Linked DNA regions of Mus musculus: region 1 is linked to region 2. Evidence: chromatin contacts called from public promoter capture Hi-C data. All regions are on one chromosome and are shown on one strand. The core of a region is the stretch at or near the end of the contact, and the rest is flanking DNA. Distances in the headings are between cores, read along the strand shown. Region 1 holds the start of Ccdc93 (coiled-coil domain containing 93). Region 2 holds the start of 2900060B14Rik (RIKEN cDNA 2900060B14 gene).

Region 1 (6,969 bases), core at 2,263-4,762, 3.0 Mb after region 2:
ACACACACACACAGTCCCAGTTTTTTGTGGTAAACACCATAACCAAAATCAACTTGGGAAGGAAAGGGTTTATTTCATTTTACAACTTATAGCCTATCATGAAAGAAAGTTAGGGCAGGAACTCAAGGCAGAACACACTGTCCAGGAGAGTCAAATAATACAGTTAGCTACTCTTGTTTATTTAAAACATTGGAAAGGGTGGCTAGAAAACTGGCTCTTGGTAGTTGTCAGATCACAAACACTTGTAACTCTAGCTCCAAAGGTTTTGATCCCTTCTTCTGGACTCCAAAAACAACTACACTCATGTACTCGAATCCACACAGAGATACATAACACATTTTGTTTTTTATCTAAAACATTGTGAAGGCATTTATAACGGGGAACCGAGGTCTCGACACCTTTGACGTGGGCTACTCTACAACCGGGTATTTAAATTCACCTGTCCTGAGGCAGCGGTCCATGTTTGACCCCACATGGCTACAATTTTCAGTATATATCAAGTCAGCGATGGAAAGTTTTAGGGTTATAAAAATGAGGTCGTTGGAGAGTTATGGATGGGCCCTTTAGACATGAGTTTTACTGTGTGAGAGCAAGAGCTCTAACCCAGGGGGAGAGCTCTCTTCTCAGCACCTCACTTTGTTCTCCCGTTATGTGGGGGCTCAAGAAACTTTCTCTTCCTTTGGTTCACCTTGGAGCTCACTGCTCATCCCAGACTGGTTGGTTAGAAAGGCCGAGGGGTCGGCCTGTCTCTGCCTCCCCAACAGAGGAATACAAGCACACCTCCACCGCTCCTGGAATTTTCCACTGGGTTCTGAGGATCATCCTCAGATCTGAATGCTTGCAAAACAATCACTTTATAGCCTGGGTTCAGCCTTTAGTCAGGGCAGGAAGTTCTTAAGACTCTTCCTACCACTTGTGTGCTCTGCGTCCAGAGAAGCCATTGTTCTGTTTGGATAAACCCCAAAGTACAAAATACAAAGTTCTCCACGGACAAACATTTACTTCGTATTTAAGTTTTTGAAGACTTCAGGTATAGGAGCTGTACCAGTCAGGGCTCCCTAGAGTAACAGAACTTATAGAACTAATCTCTGTGGAGAGTCATTGGATCTATTGGAATGACTTACAGGCTGCAGTCTAGCTAATCCAACAACCGCTGGCTGTGAACAGAAAGTTCAAGAATTCAGAAGTTGCTCGGTTCCACAAGGCTGGATGTCTCGGCTGGTCTTCAGTTTACATGTTGTCCCAGAGTAGGTTCTAATGACAGTGAAGAAATGGATGTGCTAGCATGGTGAGAGAACAGTCAGGCAAAAAAACCAGAAACCTTTCTTCTATGTCTTTATATAGACTTCCAGCAACAGGCGTGGCCCATACTAAAGGTGTGTCTTCCTGCCTCAAGATCCAGGTCAAAGGCTGTGTCTTCCTGTCTCAAAGGTCTGGACCGGAACTGGATTCACCCACTTCAGACCAAGCAGAAAAATCTCTCCCAGGTGTGTTCTCTACTTCTGGATTGTAGTTCATTTCAGACTGTGGTGGTTTGAATAGGAATGGCCTTCATAGATTCATTTCTTTGAATGCTTGACTATAAGGAGTGGCAAGATTAGGTGTGGCCTTATTGCCATAGGTGTGGACTTGGTGGAGGAAATGTGTGTGACATGGTAGAAGCAGGCTTTGAGGTCTCCTATGCTCAAATTACATGAAGTGTGGCACACAGTCTTCTGCTGCCTACAAATCAAGATGTAGAACTCTTGGCTCCTCTGGGACCAAGTCTGCCTGCATACTTCCATGCTTCTTGCCATGATGATAGTGGACTAAACCCCTGAAACTGTAAGCCAGCCCCAATGAAATGCTTTCCTTTATAAGAGTTACCCTAGAGGCCGGGCGTGGTGGCACACGCCTTTAATCCCAAAGCTTGGAGGCAGAGGCAGGCAGATTTCTGAGTTCAAGGCCAGCCTGGTCTACAGAGTGAGTTCTGGGACAGCCAGGGCTATACAGAGACCCACCCCCCAAAAAAAAAAGAGTTGCCCTAGTCATGGTCCCAAGAATTGCTATCATAGAAGCTGGAGAGATGGCTTGGTAGTTAAGAGCTCTTACTGCTCTTACAGAGGACCTAGGTTTGATTCCCAGTGGCTATGAGATAGCTCATAATTTTCTGTAATTCAGGTACCAGGGGAACCTCATACCCTCGAATTTCTTTGAGCCAGAGGCATGCACATGGTATGTAGGCATACATACAGGCACAACAGTCATACACCTAAAATAAAATAATAAATCTAAGAAAAAACAATCAAAAGTTATCAGAGATATTAAGAGGAAGAAAGGAAGCAAACACAAAACCTCTTTAATGGCAAGAAGCATATGTTTTTCCAGTTTTCCACCCGTCCTTCAGTAAAGATCTCTCCTACAGCAGAAGACTTCATGTCACTTCTGCCTCCATCTCTTACAAAATGAAAATAGGCTGGTAAGCTGTTCTGCAGCAGGTGCTGGGCTGGCAGGAAAAAGACAACCCTTTTGTATAGCTGCCATCCTCTGGGACAGACAAGGGGCACATTGCATAAGTGGTACAGCAGCTAATCGTATGTGATCACCGGACTCTGCATTTTACAAAACATGTCCCCAGAAAGATGCAGGGTGTCAGGATGAGATGGGTGAGGATTATTTTCCAAAACAAAATTTTCCTGGAAATAAAATGCAGAGACTAGGAAGGAACAAATGTAATGATCTCTTTTTGAGTTCTCTGTCCCCAGGTCCACATGTTAATAGCTGGCACAAGAGTGTGTTAAACATGGCTGGAACTGGGTCTTAGCTGGGACTGACTCAGGAGCTGGGAGCTGTCCAAGCCAGGCTTGGAAAGAACCAAACTCAGAATCTGATACCCAGGGAAAGGAAAGGGAGCCAGAAGGCAAGAGATCCTCACGACACAGGGAAATAGCTTTTAAGAAGCTCCGTGAAGGCCAAGAAACTAGAAAGTGGGAATAGTTAAAAGAACTCTGGTGATATAACAGTTGAAGGGAGAAATACTAGAGGTAGAAGGATTTAAGAAGGGAAGGGACCGGCAAGGAGATGGTAGAGAAAAGAGGGTGGGTGTTCAAGTAAAACTAAGGATATATGAAAATGCCATAAGGAAACGTGCTACTTTGTAAACGAAAAAAAAAAAAAAAAAAAAAAAAAGGAACTGATCATGGTGGCGCATTCCTATAAACTATAGGGGAACAAAGTCATCCTTAGGAAGTGCTAAGCCAGGCTGGCTAAGACACTGTCTCAAGGAACAAAAAAAAAAGAAAAAAAGAGGAACAATAAGAAAGCATTTTAAGAAAACTTAGGAAAGAAAGGAAAAAGTAGGAAAAGAAAAAAGAAAAAGAAAGAGAAACATTTTTAAAAGAAAGAAAAAGTACCTTAGGAGGAATCTTGAGTTCAGCACCTCCTCTGAGGGGAGGATCGGTTACTCGGGATCCAGCCCCGCCCAGCAGTGCTGGCTGTCCTTGCGCAGGCGCAGTGGTTCCTCGCTTCAGCACTAGTGCGCATGCTCCGCGGGGCCACGGTTCTCCGACCTGCTGTGGTAGTGTCAGCTCCTGTGAAGGAAGTTTCCGCTTTGCACCCCACCCGGATCACAGTTCGGTTGTAGGGCCCGCTCTCTCCGGCTCCACATCAGCGCATCTGGATCATGGGGTTACCCAAGGGGCCAGAGGGCCAGGGACTCCCGGAGGTGAGGACCTCTGTCCCTGACACCCTGGGGTTGCTGGGGAGAGAGGGCCGAGCCCAGGGCGGCGGGCAGGGACCAGCCTGGGGTGGCGGGGACACTGTCTATGGTTGCTCAGGTGTGTCTGTCCCAAGGCGGGCCCTAGGTACCCTGGAGGGGCAGCTGACTGGTCCCCCGGCGTGCCAGGGTGCATCGTGTCGCTGGGTGCAAACTTAAGGGTTCCTGGGTCCTCTGGGGACAGAGGAAACATCCAGATCCCGGCCCAGATGCAACCTCACACATCACGAGGTCCCCGGGAATTCCTATCTCGGGTTGTCTGGAGGCCCCTCACATTGCGAGACTGGCTTCCCCCGGGCCAAGGCTGCTGCGCTTAGGAGTCTCAGCAGTCACGAGATGAGCGGTGGGACTGTCCTGCTCCCGGTGTGCAGGGGGCGGTGACCTTGGGACACACACCTTCTGCGGGACCCATGTGGCCAGCCTTTCATTCCCTTTTGTCAGGAAGGCACGCTACCTACCCGGCTTGTAGCCTCCTGCCCCTCCCCCCGTCCCACGGGCCGGGGAGGGTGAAGGAAGTTTGGAAGCTCTGCGCACATCAGGGTGATGACAGAGTTGAGGACACTCTCTCCTGTGGTGCCTGTGTCGGGACAGGAACATGCTGCGTGTTCTAAGGAGGGAGGACCTTTTCAGAAATGGTTTAGTCGAGTACTCAGCCAGTACTCATTCGATCCTATGAACAGGACTACCACGTAGGCTGGGAAGAAAAGTGCAACCACTCTCTAACGGTGGGCTACCGTTAGAGCTTGGCTGTGGGATTTCCAGTTGTCCTCCTAGTTGCTTTACTCAAAGCTCTGAGCTTAGAGAAGAGTCCCAGTTTCCAGAGAGAATTAGGGAACACCTCTAAGGCACCTGGATCTCTTTCTAAGGCTGGAAGGCAGGCTTTGGCAGAGGTGTGGTGTGCCTATTTGACACTGTGCCTAGTGCCCGTTCTTATTCAGCTGCGCCGATCTTGCTTCCCCGTGCCCCTCACAAATCCTTCTGTTACATCTTCATCCTACTCATTACAGAGTCGAAGTGTTCTGTGTCCAGGTGATGAAGGGTGGGTATGTGTGGCCCTGGGTTAGGTAAAGTTTCATGGGGTCTGGGTTGTAATAGTTCAGATTTTCTTTGCCATGTAAAAATCTCTGTCTGTCTGTCTCTCTCTCTCTGTCTGTCTCTCTCTGTATGATGAAGTGCATATGTGAGCATGTGTGGAGGTCAGAATAGAGCCTCCCATGTCACCCTCATGAATGCTGAAAACCTCCTTTGAGACAAGTACTCATTGGCCTGGCACTTCCCAATAGGCTAGATTGGTTGGCCAGTGAGACCCAGGGATCTTTCTGTCCCTGGGATTACAAGTGCACAGTACCATGGCTGGTGTGTTTATATGGGTCCTGGAGATTGAACTCTGATCCTCATGTCGTGAGGCAAGCGCTGGGCTATTGTTGCAGCTTTAAGGCTTTTCTTGGCCGTCTGCTATGGAGTCCTGTGTAGGGCTTCCAGTTCTACCCTAGTTCCTTCAAACTAGTGGAAGTTTTTCTAAAAGTAATAAACACACCACTTTCATGAGTAGGTGTGACTCCTCATAGATAGCCAGGAGGCTGGGTCTGATTTGTTACTCTTTTCTAGCTTGTTCTACATCGTGAGTTCTGGAGCAGCTGTGGGTAGGGAGATGAGAGGGGTGGGCATACATAGTGAGATCCTGTCTCAAAAAAGAAAAAGCAAAACACAGAAAGACCAAAATGACTGTTATAGTGTGCACACAGATATAGACTTAAAAAAAAGATATAAAGGCTAAAAGCTAGCATGAGTATAAAGTTGAAAAGCTCCAAATACCGAGGGTTTAGGGCAGAGTGCTTACATATGTGCCTGAGCTCTGGGTTCTGTCCCCAGCACAGTGAACAGTGAGGGTGGGGTGCCTGTAATCTCAGCACTGGGGAGGCAAGAGAACTAGGAATGCAAGGTCACTGTCCACATAGAGGAATGGAGAAGGCCAACCCTGGGCCACAGGAGACCCTTTCTTAAAAGACAAAACAAAATTGCTGTCACCTGGCTCTCACTAATCCAGTTAACTCCTGCTGGTCAGGTTTTGAATCCCTTTGTGTGTATATGAAAGAAAGCAATAGCTAGACCCTTCCAGCTTCTGAGAGCTACAGTGCAGGGCAGATGGGAGCTTCTCTGGCCTTGTTTAAGAGCTCTCTGCGATCCATCTCTATCAGTCTCTGGTTATGAATTTATTTCCCTTTACTTACGTATATGTCCATGTGTCTGTATGTGCGAGTGAATCTGAGTACCTGTGAAGTCCTGACGAGCGTGGCAGATACCAGAGATGAGTAAAGGTGGTGGTGAGATGCTTAGTGTGGGCTTGGGGAACTGAACCTGGGTCCCCTAGAAGAACGGTATGTGCCCTGAACCACTAAACCGTCGTCTCTGGCCTCCAGTGTCCTACGTTAGTAACTGGAGGTATTATCCAGTGTGCTGGGGTTTTATGGTTTCAAGAAGGATGGTTTTTTGTTCTCTGCATATCAGCACATGACCACTTTCCATTCTGTGTAAGCGCGTTAATGTGTAAAGTGAATTTGGAATCAAACATCCCCATTCAGTGTCTTAGGCCAAAAACTTATTTCATTGGTTCTATTTCAAAAATACAGTTGTACATCCTGAAATGACAGGCAGCCGGTGGGGATGCTATATGCAATGAATTGAGGTGGGAGATTGTCCTTCTGGGCTATAGTGTCCCCTTCTTGGCAGTATCTTTATGACACATGATGGCTGAATACTCGAAGGAATTCTGTCTTATTTACCTGTGTGTGTGTGTTTGCATGTGTGGTGTCTAGACATGCCTGTATGCGTGTGTATATGGATGTTCATATGTGTGTATAGATGGTCACACGTGTTTGAATACACATGTATGTGAGTGCATATTGACACCTGAGGTTGGCATCAGTTGTCTTACTCTGCCATTTTTCTACCTTATTCATTGAGGCAAGGCCTTTCAATTGAACCTAGAGTTTACTAGCTGGGCTAGTCTAGCTATAAATAGCTAGCCTGTGGTCTTTGCTTTCCAAGTGCTGGGCTCACAGGTGGGCCACCATGCCTGCCCAGGATTTGCATGGGTTCTGGGGAATCTGAACTCTTGTCCTCATGCTAATATGAACATCCGACTCTTGGCAGCGGAAGGATTTACTTCATTTCCGTTCAGTGGAGATGGCCTTTACCAGTTACGTGCATCCCTT
Region 2 (6,894 bases), core at 118-2,617:
TTGCATCTCCAACAGCAGTGTGCAGTTCCTATTTCTTTGTGCTGTCACTCCCTGCCTCCCTTGCTCTCTCCCTCCCTCCCTCCCTCCCTTTTCCTTTGTAGTAGCCTATAGTGATTGTCAGCTGTTGCTTTTTACCACTGCTCTGTCTGTCAGAGCATCTGTCTCTGCTGTGCACCTGCGCTTTGGGGGTCTCTAACCCTTTGCTTCCTTGGGCTGCACTTGGAGCTTTCCTGTTTAATTTCTCTTGCTCTATGTACACTGAACTTTCAATGGAGCCCATTCTTTGGCTCTTAAGTTGGTTTGTTTATTATTTGGTTCTTTCAAAACAAAACAAAACAATATCTGGAAAAAGTCATTTTCCTTTTCCCAGGCAAATTAAGAAACTATAAAAAATTTGTCTTCACTGTGGCAGTTTCTCGGTATCCTTGGTTTTGGCCCTGACAGCGACGCACTGGGCAGGTGTTTGAGTTTCCCTCATATTTTCCTTGAGATTACTCACAGCTTGTGGGCTTTAAAGAGACTGTGACAGAGGTGAAGTGTGCATTATATTATACCAAGCTTACATCACCAGCATGACTTAGCATTGTTTAAGCTGACCTTGGTCACCTGGCTGAGGTAATAGTTTGTCAGGTTTCTGTACTGTAAAATTACCTCCCATTCCTACTGTGCTCTTTGGAAGGAAGCCAAACTAAGGAAACTTAAATCCTGTGGCTCAAAAGTAAGACCTTTGTTTGTTTTTGTTTTTTTGGTTTTTTTTTTTTTTTTTTTTTTGCTTTGTTTTAAAGAAAATGCTCATAAATAGAACTATTTTAAAAGTTGGGAGAAAAAAGGGCCCCGGGAAGTGGTACATGCCTTTAATTTTAGCAGTCGGGAGCTACAAGTTTGAGGCCAGCAGGGGCTACATGCTAAGGGCTACATAGACTCTGCGCCTCAAAAGAATTATACACTTTCAAGTATCTAATTCCTCCCAGTGCTGGCTTGGTGTTTGAATTAGTATATAGATTTACTTGTAAGCTGGATGAAAACCCAAATACGGAACCCTTTATCTGTATTACAACATTTTCCAAAGGGAGCGCTTCTTAGTGTATCACAGTCTTAGGGCAGCGGTGAGAAAGCTGGTCTCCAGTAATTACTGTCCGGCTGCCCTCTAGCATACAATAAAGGAACTGCGAGGAGGGCAACAGTACACACGCGGCTACTTTAATCTTTAAATGTTTAGGTAAGGAAGAGAGGTTTTGTGGTTTTTTCCAAAAATTGCACCAAGGTAAAGCAGAGCTCTAACCGATGCAGGTGTGTTGTCAGGCGTTAGCAGTACTGCCCTCACTACGCGTTCATTGGACAGTAGCGCAACCCCAAGAAAAGGATGGTTGCTTGCAACCACGCGCGCCCGGCAGCCAGAAAGCTCTAAGTCCGGGTTTGGTTGCGGTGACCACCGCAGGAGGCCTACCCCAACCTGCCCGGTGTACAGTATTTTCTTCGACTGCTGCTTCCCACGTCGAATACCCTTTCTGTTTTTCTGAAACTCCCAAGGGGCTTTCTGAAGCCTGCTTGTCTTTACCCAGAAGGCCGCGCGTCACAAGTCTGAAAATTTGCATACACGCCTTTCTGGGCGGGGCCGGAGGGAGGCTTAGAGTTAGCAATTTGGGGGGAGGGTGCGACCTGGTAAATTTGCATACGCAACTCAAGGAGAGGGCGGGGCCGCAGTAGGCTCCTCTAGGTCGTGCTGCTTCAGTGGAGTTCCGCTTCGGCGAGTTTTTCTTCCAAACGGTAGCGGGTTTTTCCGTGCCGAGTACCCTTTCCTGACCAGCCAGCTCAGTCTTCCCAGTCGCTGGGCGCCCGCGGGGACCAGCTATGTCAGCGCCATCCCACTGCACCGCTGACGCTGTGCTTCTTTGCGTTGCAGGTGGTTCTCTTGGGCATGGACATCCTGTCGGCACTGGTGACTAGGCTGCAGGACCGGTTCAAGGCGCAAATCGGCACAGGTGAGCCTTAGCTAGCATAGCAGGCTCTCATCCTTCCGTCCCACCCTGGACTCACCCCACATCGTGGCCTCACCGCCCCTAAACTGGTACCTTCCCCTCTAAACCCGAATTATTATAATATTGCCAATTGAGGATTTTTATGCCAGTTTAGACATCAGCTTGATGCCAGCCAGTACGCATTGTCCTCTCAACCTCCTCGGAGACTCAGTTTTCTTTGAAAAGTCCTACAAAAAAGGAGCCAGTTGGATTTTTCCACCGTTTAGATGTCTCTAAATCAGTGTGTTTCATGGTGGCGATGTAAACACTAAGCAATTCTGTTTATACAACTGTTTCAGTAGCAAATTTCTCTATTCTCTTTTCTTGATTCCCTTTTGTGTGCGCAGTGGGTGAATAGAATCTATGTCCTCTGTATGCCAGCAAGCAATAACCACTGAGCCACAGTGTCAGCTGGAATTCTCCACTAGTGTTCATTACCAGTGTCTGTCTGTCCTTTTCTTTTTCTGTAGCTTTGCAGTCAGTGCGCTCACTGAGAAGGATGGTGGGATCCTGAAACTTACTGTTAGGAATCTGATGTTTGAACCATTTTCCATTTCCCCCCTACATTAGCTCAGGACTCATGGATTCTCACCAGAGGCCTAACGGGGTTGGAATAGACATGGGTGGGCTGGCCCATGCTTCAGTGTGTGGGTGTGCTGTGTGTCTTTTGTATGCTATAAGTAAAATGTACCCAATGCCACTGAAGCATGCTGGTCTGTTGCTTAATGTTTCCATTGCATATGTCATTTCAAGCATGGCATTCCCTACAGTGTATTTCAACCACACCTCCACTCTTACAGTTGCCTCTATTTCCCTCTCACTCCTGCTTGATACCTTCTTTCTCCACTTAGCTCCTTCTACATTCCTGTCTTTCCCCTCCCATGACCTACCGAGTCTCACTAGGGTTGCATGCAGAAGCGTAGCTGAGGGATGTTTATAAGGTGAGTCCTTATGCATACCCCCTGATGAGAATGGCTCACTCTCCCAGCTGCAGGGGACTTTGGGGCTGTGGGAGCCCTCCTACCGTAAGGTCCCTCTCTCCCTCCCACACTGGGTGCCACTGGCTGGTCTTCAACATTGCCTGCAAAGGATGACCTTGAACTCCTGATTCTCCTTCCTCCACGACCCGAGTGCAGAGATTATAGACACAGTCCTCACCCATCCCTAGCTTTGGAATAGCTACCTTAGGCCAGCAAACTGCAGATGAGCGGCGGGTGACCTCAGATCTCAAGATGTATTCTCATTTACTCCATTTCCATTTTGGTTTCCAGTGTTGCCAAGTCTAATAGACAGACTGGGAGATGCTAAAGACTCCGTGAGGGAGCAAGACCAAACCCTGCTGCTAAAGATCATGGATCAAGCTGCTAATCCCCAGGTAGGCCAAGCGAAGTGGGACTGTCTTCACAAACCGTGTGTGCGACTCTCTGGGCTTAGTTTCTCTTAAGCTAATGGGTTAGAGGTTGTTTTAGTCTCTATTGCTTCAACAAACACCGAGCAGAAGGCTAGTTGGGGAGGAAAGGCTTTGTTCAGTAGTTTATGCTTCCACAGCACTGTTCATCATTGAAGGAAGTCAGGACAGGAACTCAAGCAGGGCAGGAACCCTGGAGGCAGGAGCTGATGCGGAGGGAATGGAGGGGTACTTCATACTGCCTTGCTTCCCATGGCTTGCTTTCTTATAGAACCCAGGACTACCAGCCCAAGGATGGCACCACCCTCAATATGCCGGGGTCCTCCCCCATTGATCTCTAATTGAGAAAATGCCTTAGAACTGGATTTCATGAAGATGTTCCCTCATTGAGGCTCCTTCCTCTCTAATGACTCTAGCTTGTGTCAACTTGACATAAAACCAGCTAGTACAGAGATGACCATTCTTATGTCCCACAGCCCTTCCTCATATGAGAGATCTAAATACATAACTAATAGACTGTTTCATTTGAATAAATTAGTGAGTTGGAGTGTTGACTGTTTGATTACTCTATTAGGCCCTTTAGCTTATTTACATGACTGGCTCTCCATTTTTCTGGAAAGAGGCAGCTAGTGGTATCGGAGGAGCCAGTAGGCCTGGCTAGGGCTGTGCTTCCTATATGATAGTTAGCTGGGCTTGCTAGAATGGATGGATCCAGCCCTGTCTTTTAGGGTCACACTGACCATTGTTAGGGGTTGCAGCTGGGGCAGCCAACAGCAGTTTCCCCAGGGAGATAAAACAAGTCCTGGAGTGAGCCTCAGTGAGGAGACAGAAAGCAGTGTGTGTACCCACTATGCTTTGGGCTGAACTATTCTCAGTCATAAAATGGGGCGGTTATACCTCTTTAGGGCAGTTGGGAGAACCCAGTGATGTTACATAAGTACATATGCTTTTCACACTTTAACTGGGTGTGTTTAATAAAGTTGTACCTTGTCTAATGTCAATGTGATTATGAGAGGAGCCTGGGGGTGGGTGGGTATGGGACCAGTTTGGTTCCTGCCAAGAGCTCTTGTTTTGATGACTCCTGTCTTACTGTGAAGAGTTGCAGAATCCTTTCCCTCTCACCTGTCCCTTGTCGCCTACAGTATGTGTGGGACAGAATGCTCGGAGGCTTCAAACACAAGAACTTCCGCACAAGAGAGGGCATCTGCCTCTGCCTTATTGCAACACTCAATGCGTAAGTCTGGGGTACACCTGTAACTCTGCTTAACTAGAGCTTGCCCGCCCCTAACTCCCTCCCTTCCTTCTCTTTCCCTCCCTCTCTTCTCCCCTTCCTTCTTTCTTTCCTTCCTTACATAAAAGGTAGGGTCTCATGTAGCACTTCTATCTTAGACTCCTTTTATAACCGAGTACTTCCTGAACTCCTGATCCTCCTGCCTCCACCCCTTAACAGCTGAGATTACTGGCATAGGCCACCATGTGTCTGGGGAAGCACTCTAAAATTTGAATCACATTTCTAGCCCCTTGGCTAAAGCTAAAAACAAAATAAAACAAAACACCCCCCCCCCCTTTTATCCTGAAGTAATTAAATCTACAGGTAGTTGTAAGACATGAACTGGGACATAGTTCCTCTCCCTCCACCTGGGCAGTGGTAAGACTCTGTACCCTGTAGAAATTGCTATTGTTGTCTACAGAGCTTGCCCACATTGCCACAGCTGTACACAGAGTCTGTGTGTGTGTGTGTGTGTGTGTGTGTGTGTGTGTGTGTGTGTGTGTGAGAGAGAGAGAGAGAGAGAGAGACAGAGATAGAGAGACAGAGAGAGGCAGAGACAGAAAGATTCCTGCCCACTACCCTTTTGTATGTACACTTTATAGTCTGTGGCAACCACCAGTTTGGTCTCTGTCTCCATGCTTTTGTGGCTTCTCAAGTGGAATCAACCCTGTGATCTTTTCAGGGTTGCCATTTAGATTTCCACATAGTTAAATTCCCTAGAGGCAGCACTGTATGCCACTGTATGAAACTCATGTTTCAATGCTGAGTAGAATCCTTCCGTTTAGAATCTTCAGTTTAGTATATAGATTGACTATACAGTATAGAATATTTACTATAGATGTAGCCCAGTTTATCTAGCCATTTATCCATTGAAGACAATATGGGTGACTTCAAGTTTGGGCCTCCTAGGAGTACAATTGCTATGGACATGTATACAAGTCAATGCAGAAGTATAAATTTTCAGTCCTCTTGAGTAGGAGTACAATAGTAGGGTATTTTTTAAGGCCACTATTTTTTGTTTGTTTGTTTATTACATTTGGGAGTTTTGCCTGCATGTACATCTGTGTGCCTCGTGTGTGCTTGGTTCCTTGGAGGCCTGAAGAGGGCATTAGATCCTCTGGAAGTGGAGCACAGGTGGCTGGGAGCTGCCATGTGGGTGCTGGGCACTGAGCTGGATCAAATGCTCTCAACCACTGAGTCATCCCTCCAACCCCGACCCCATCTTTAGGTTTTAAAGAAACTGCTGAAATACTTTCCAGAGTTCCCTGTGCTGTTTTATGCCATGTATTCACAGAGGGTGTCTGTGACATCAGCATTGGGACAGAGAAAAGTGGCCAACAGGCTGGAGCATTGTCCTTAAAGGTGCTTGTTTCTCTTTCAGAGGACCTGAGTTTGGTTCCCAGAACCCACATCAGGTGGCTATCAACTACCTATACATTTCCGTTTAGGGGACCTGACATCCCCTTGTGCATACAGACAGACATGCATATAAACGAAAGTAAACCTCAAAGAGAGGTGACAAGCCTGACATTCCCAGTAGAGCAGTGTGGAGTTGGATGCCCTGCTGCCAGCCATCTCAGCACTGTCGTGTCATCAGCAGAGCTAACCGAGTATCTGTAGGCTCCTTCAGAGGGGACTGAGGGAGCTTGGTTAAGTTCACTGAGTTTGGCAGAGCAGGAAATGCGACCTGACACAGCATTGCTAGGGTCTGAGGCAGGCACGAAGTCAAAGCACAGGCCCTGGTGTAGTCATCAAGGCCAGACCATTGAAGGGCCGGAGCACTGCAGATGGGCTCTGTGGAGCTTTGGAGCCATCTTGAGTATAATAGAGGGAACCTGTGTGAGGGGCCAATCATACCTTGGGCGTGGAGGAAGGGCAGGTGTGGGTGTCGGCCTCTTTCTTCCCTTGGTCTCATGCATGCCTTTCGTTTCCAGCTCTGGGGCCCAGACTCTAACACTAAGCAAGATTGTGCCACATATATGTAACCTACTGGGAGATCCCAACAGCCAGGTGAGTGGGAAGAACACCTGCATCCTGGGAAGGTGCATTCTGGTGTGTGTGCAGCAGGTGGGAGGCCCTTCCTCCATGGACCACTGAGTGTGCTAAAGGGTTTAGCTAACCATTGGCGTTTGTAAAGCCACTGGGAAGGTGGCTAAGAGTACTTGTTCTTACAGAAGACCAGAGTTCAATCCCCAGCA

The links. Capture Hi-C pulls out chosen DNA fragments and counts their contacts.
Region 1: a promoter capture Hi-C map of adipose tissue shows a contact between it and region 2, with 5 times the contacts expected there. The contact joins the promoter of Ccdc93 here to the promoter of 2900060B14Rik in region 2. A contact is called at or near these places in 1 of 39 promoter capture datasets (liver), 1 of 115 datasets of contacts at active chromatin or transcription factors (astrocytes) and 2 of 9 other capture datasets (adipose tissue and liver).

What each region holds. Positions count from the first base shown.
Region 1 is chr1:121,427,555-121,434,523 of GRCm38.p6, forward strand. Ccdc93 (coiled-coil domain containing 93) reads left to right here and starts at 3,513. Exons shown (of 24, transcript NM_001025156.2): 1 at 3,513-3,703. The coding sequence starts at 3,662. Gm35243 (a long non-coding RNA gene) reads right to left here and starts at 3,514. Exons shown (of 2, transcript XR_387343.4): 1 at 3,393-3,514; 2 at 54-2,675.
Region 2 is chr1:118,457,898-118,464,791 of GRCm38.p6, forward strand. 2900060B14Rik (RIKEN cDNA 2900060B14 gene) reads right to left here and starts at 1,368. Exons shown (of 1, transcript NR_027901.1): 1 at 772-1,368. It overlaps Clasp1 (CLIP associating protein 1), which reads left to right. Exons shown (of 43, transcript NM_001359328.1): 3 at 1,904-1,982; 4 at 3,290-3,393; 5 at 4,569-4,660; 6 at 6,631-6,706.